Linked DNA regions of Ovis aries: region 2 is linked to region 1. The links are chromatin contacts, called in public Hi-C maps. All regions are on one chromosome and are shown on one strand. The core of a region is the stretch at or near the end of the contact, and the rest is flanking DNA. Distances in the headings are between cores, read along the strand shown. Region 1 holds the start of TSPAN5 (tetraspanin 5). Region 2 overlaps TSPAN5 (tetraspanin 5).

Region 1 (2,700 bases), core at 93-2,592:
CGTATTGTGGTGCCAGCAGAGCATGGATGAACCTTTCATTCAAGCATTTGCTCTGCCGGTACCCCCACAAAACATGTCTCGTACGCCTTCTCTGCATTTCTCCAAGGTTTCCCCCAAAACGGCCCGCTCTATGTGTCACTCCTCTGAAAAGCAGGTCGTGAGGTGCGAACACACTGAAACATATGTTGATGGTGACTTGTTATTATCCTGACAATAATACAGACAGAGCAATAAACACCTCCACCCCGCACACCCACTGGTCAGTCCATTATGCAAAAGGAGCGCTTTCCCGAAGAAGACGAAGAGAAGAGCGTGCAGGAAGCGTTATTTACGTGCACATTACAGAACCATATACCGCCGCATCTGCATCCTACACAAAGCCCGAGATGGTGCAAGAAGATACACGCTGAGCATGGCACAGACTGGCCGCGGCAACACGGAGCCAAGCCCTCGTCCAATCAGATCCCCGTTAGAGGTGGACCTCAGGGTCGACTCTGTCCGATCAGCCTTCCCTATTATGACACCACGCTCTGCCCAACATCCATACTCCACCGGGAGCAAATCTCATTCGAGTGGTTGCTCATTTCTCCAACTGCCAAACCCTTTCTTTCATCTGCATCTACGTTATTCGTCCCTTAAAAAGCAATCTCAAGGCCTGGGTGCCCCCTTTCCGGCTCCGTTTTTCTTTTTACCTTTTCGCGTTCCTAGAAAGGATTAAATGTTTATTTCTCCAACGCGCAGGCTGAAAGGGCGGAAGGCAAACGCCTCTGCGAGCTCCGACAAGCGCCCGAGGGGCTGCGAAAAGTAAAGGCTGAGAGCAACGTGCGCGAAATCGTCGCGAATCGATCAGCCACAATAGTTGAAATCCCAGAAGCGCTCCAACTTACCCAAAATATGACATTGAAGCCAAATATGAAATACTTGATGCAACAACTGACTTCAGGGCCCTTGTAATGCTTCCCGGACATCCTCTGGGTTCATGAAGACACTTGCCCCGGCAGCCCGAGTTTGGAGCCCCGGAGCACCGTTGCTCGGAGCAGCCGGCGGGAAGCAGGGGATCCGGGACGGCGCTCGGGGCCGCGGCGCGGCGGCCAACCCGGGCTGAGCAGCGCAGGGACCGAGCAGCGGAGAGTGGCTCCCGCACCTCCAGCCCTCGGCGCGCGCCGAGGCCGCCGGAGCCGGGGTGGCCGCGGGCGGGCAGGGAAGCACGCTGCAAGCCCCGAGCTTCGCTGAGGCTGGCCCCCAGCACAAGGCGAGCTCCCAAGCCCGTCCGCTGGACGTTGGTCAGCCTCCGGGTTTCGGGCAAACGCGACCGCCGCGGATGCTGGTGGAGACGCTACTCGCCCGCCTGCCCGCTCGCGCGCTCCCTCCCACCCCTCGCTCCGCCCGCCGATCGCTCCGCCCGCTCGACCGGCTGCTCCTCCGCCCGCACCGCCCTCAGCTCCGCCCGCCTCCCGCCGCCCGAGCCTCCGTGAGGTGCGCGCGCGCGCGGGCTCGGGCGCTCCCGGGCGGCGGGAGGCACAACGCAGCCGCGCCGCCCCCTCCTTCCCGAGCTCTCCGCTCCTCCCGCTCGCTTCATCCCCGCCCCTTCTCAGGCCAGCCGGGAGCGCCGCGGACCCCCGAGCACTGCGGGTAGGTAGGGAGGATGGCAGGCCGAAGGGAGGTGTAAGGATGCCCGGAGAGCGCGCCCAGTGGGAGCAGCCTTGGAGGAGTGACTGGAGTTGATGGTCCCCGTCTGCCACCGGCGGCAGCAGGCAGCTTCTGGAGGGACCTGGGGGAAAGGATCGCTTCGGGGTGAGAGAGCTGGTTGAGTTGGGATCCTCAGGACGAATCCTTCCCCCTGCGCTCCACTGCAGGACGCGCATCCTTCTGGGTGTAGCTTCACTCACACCCCCTGCTCCACCACCTGGTTTTGTAGCAAGAAAAGACACGGGGCCACCGAGGCGGAGAGGAAAGAGGTCACAGACTTTGGAAGGAGCAAAGGGGAAGGATGAGATGTCAGGGAAGGGGTGGGGGAAGAGACGGGAAATGGGAACGAACCCGGAGGATTGCATAGGAAAGTCCCCTGAATTCCCCTGAATGTGGCTCCAACTCAGCCTCCCCACCTGCGAGAGAGAGAGGCTTATCCTGGAGACGGGGACGAGGTAGGAGAGATGGCCCAAAGGAATCCGACTCACGACAGGATCCTTGCCCTAGGGCCTGTCGGCGACAGAAATCCGGACTGCAGATGCCCCCACAAGACGGAATAGTGCCGAAGGACCCTGACCGGTCCTCACTCTAAGGAGCAATCCTGGAGTTCTAGGATGGTCTTCTGGGGAATCTGAATTGGGTTTATGGATCATGAACGACTAAGCTTTTGACCTCTGAGGAAGGAGAGAATGAAGCTGGATATTATTTTGGAGCCCTACCTGAGCATGTGTGCCCATTGGTTATGTAACTGCCTTCCTCCTGGGGCACTGTCATAGGTGCTGGCAAGCAGGTATCAGTATTTCACGAAAAAAGAATGAAGAACTGCCCAGAACTGTGTGTAAACATCTGTGGGTGTTTCAAGCCTTTAAAAAAAGGCTTGAAAAAGCTGCAAAGAGATGAGATCAGGGAAATTTTCCAGCACCATACCAGTGAAACCTGGTACCAGGCACAGAAATCTGCATGCTTCCTAAGCTCCCAAGAGATCCTTTAATAGGCTTGATAACATTTGGC
Region 2 (2,700 bases), core at 65-2,564, 58 kb before region 1:
AGCTAAGTATTCCACACAAAGACTTTCCCTATAAAACAACTGTAGAAGTGGTGGGGAGCGGGGGTGGGGGGACATTTCCCTATGTTTGGTAAAAGCATAGACGATGACACATACACGGAGATATGCTATAAAATTTTAGAAATCAACCACAGACAGTATCTCACCTACCAAAATAATTTGCTTTCGGGGAGGGAGGTGGGAGGGGGGGTTCATGTTTGGGAACGCATGTAAGAATTAAAGATATTAAAATTTTAAAAAATAATAATAATAATAATTTGCTTTCTTTAAGAAAGAATTATAATACCCAGCATGTTTCTCTTTTTACCTTGGTTTCCAGGAAGCTCCAACTTAAATGTAACGCTCATTTGCAGTAACTTCATCAGCCTAAAGCAATGGCACCCCACTCCAGTACTCTTGCCTGGAAAATCCCATGTATGGAGGAGCCTGGTGGGCTGCAGTCCATGGGGTCACTAAGAGTCAAACACGACTGAGCGACTTCACTTTCACTTTTCACTTCCATCATTGGAGAAGGAAATGGCAACCCACTCCAGTCTTCTTGCCTAGAGAATCCCAAGGACGGGGGAGCCTGGTAGGCTGCCGTCTACGGGGTCACACAGAGTCGGACACAACCGAAGCGACTTAGCAGCAGCAGCCTAAATTATTTGGTACATTTATTTGTATTTTATCAGTCTTGTTGCCTATAGTTACATCGTTACAATCTTCCTTAAATATATTTTTGCCTACAATTAGAGTACAGCTTGATAAATTTTTGTAATGCCTGCAGTAAAAGTTATATACACTGTAACTATTAATAAAATGGCATTTTATTTTTTGAGAAACCGTCAGAGTTTAACTTTGGAACCATATGCATTATAGAGTCATATGCTAGACATAAGCTGCTAGACTGTGACTGGGAAAAAACCTGTTTCAATTCATGGAATTCTCTACTACATTACATAGACATCCTCTTCCCCGATTGCAGACAAACGTACCTATGACAGGAATCCTTCGTTTCCTTTTATAGTCCTTGAACTCCTTCAGGATTCCGATTTTTAAAAGCCATGGGACTTCTCCTCCAGAAAAATACACACCCTCAAATATACACCATCTAACGTAATTTAAGGTGTTCACCGACCCTGCACCCCATCTGGGTCCCTTCTTGCTAGAGAAATGGTAAGGAAGATGGTTGGTTTCTTCTGCAGCAAGCCACATGGGGTCCTTCCTGCACTAACACGCCCAGCAGCGCAGCTCCACACAGAGCTAAAGGGCCCCGGCACCCCCTCTCCCCGTCCCTGCCCCCTGCATCACCAGGAGGACCAGCCATCTGTGAGAGAACAGCTCCCAACACTAGAGGCTGACAGGGGCAGAATGAAGCTTGGGTCTCCTGACCCCACCCAGAACGCCAATGGTTTTCACTGTCTATATTAAGTGACATAGATTTTTCTTTTCCTGAAGAGAAGCATTCTAACACTTCACCGCTGTTACAGAGGAAACAGATTGTATAAATGCAGTGTCTTATTTTTACCCACTGAAAAATTCACACAGTGCTGCCTTCAGTCTCTCCCCTGAGTATTTCTCCCTGATTTGAATAGTTTATTTTCCAGTTTTGAGAAAGAATGGACCTACATCACTGTGTAAGACCTACTTTATGGTGGTTTGATCTATAGATGTCAATGATTACCACAATAGGTTCAACTAACATCCAACCTCTCATACACAGATACAATAAAAAGAGAAGAAAAAAAGGGAAAAAATTTCTCTTTGTGATGATAACTCCTAGTATTTACACTCTCAACAACTTCCTTATATATGATTCAGCTGTGTCAGCTCTGGTCATTCTGCTGTATGTTACATCCCTTACTACTTGTCTTATAATGGGAAATCTATGCCTTTTGATCACCTTTCTCCAACTCCCCTCCCCCCACCTCTGCTTCTGGTACCCAAAAGTCTGACCCTTTTTCTCGAAATTTGGGTTTTAAGATTCCACATATAATGAGACCATACAGGATCTGTGTTTCTCTGTATGATTTATTTCACTTGGCATAATGCTTTCAAGGTCCACCCATGTTGCAAATGGAAGGGTTTCCTCATTTCTCATGGCTGAATTACATTCCATTGTACACATTCCTAAAAATATATTGGCCTGTAGCTTTCTTTCCTGGTACTGTCCTTTTGTGGTTCTGGTATCATCAGTCAGTCAGTTCAGTCGCTCAGTCGAGTCCGACTCTTTGCGACCCCATGAATCGCAGCACGCCAGGCCTCCCTGTCCATCACCAACTCCCAGAGTTCACTCAGACCCACGTCCATCGAGTCAGTGATGCCATCCAGCCATCTCATCCTCGGTCATCCTCTTCTCCTGCTGCCCCCAATCCCTCCCAGCATCAGAGACTTTTCCAATGAGTCAACTCTTCGCATGAGGTGGCCAAAGTACTGGAGTTTCAGCTTTAGCATCATTCCTTCCAAAGAAATCCCAGGGCTGATCTCCTTCAGAATGGACTGGTTGGATCTCCTTGCAGTCCAAGGGACTCTCAAGAGTCTTCTCCAACACCACAGTTCAAAAGCATCAATTCTTCGGCGCTCAGCCTTCTTCACAGTCCAACTCTCACATCCATACATGACCACTGGAAAAACCATAGCCTTGACTAGACGGACCTTAGTCGGCAAAGTAATGTCTCTGCTTTTGAATATGCTATCTAGGTT

Evidence for each region. A called contact is a pair of places that touch in the nucleus more often than the background predicts.
Region 2: a Hi-C map of hypothalamus shows a contact between it and region 1, with 1.8 times the contacts expected there. The contact joins the enhancer-like site here to the promoter of TSPAN5 in region 1. A contact is called at or near these places in 2 of 16 Hi-C or Micro-C datasets (hypothalamus and tail adipose tissue).

What each region holds. Positions count from the first base shown.
Region 1 is chr6:26,502,112-26,504,811 of ARS-UI_Ramb_v3.0, reverse strand. It overlaps TSPAN5 (tetraspanin 5), which reads right to left and starts at 1,342. Exons shown (of 8, transcript XM_004009684.5): 1 at 888-1,342. The coding sequence starts at 968.
Region 2 is chr6:26,560,450-26,563,149 of ARS-UI_Ramb_v3.0, reverse strand. All of the region lies in intron 1 of TSPAN5 (tetraspanin 5), which reads right to left. Among named protein-coding and RNA genes, the nearest start is that of TSPAN5, 58 kb to the right of the region's middle. Within about 2 kb of position 1,314, at least 2 of the 54 cell types and tissues checked have an H3K27ac peak or open chromatin away from gene starts, as enhancers often do. A contact at or near this core is called in hypothalamus, where this site is marked.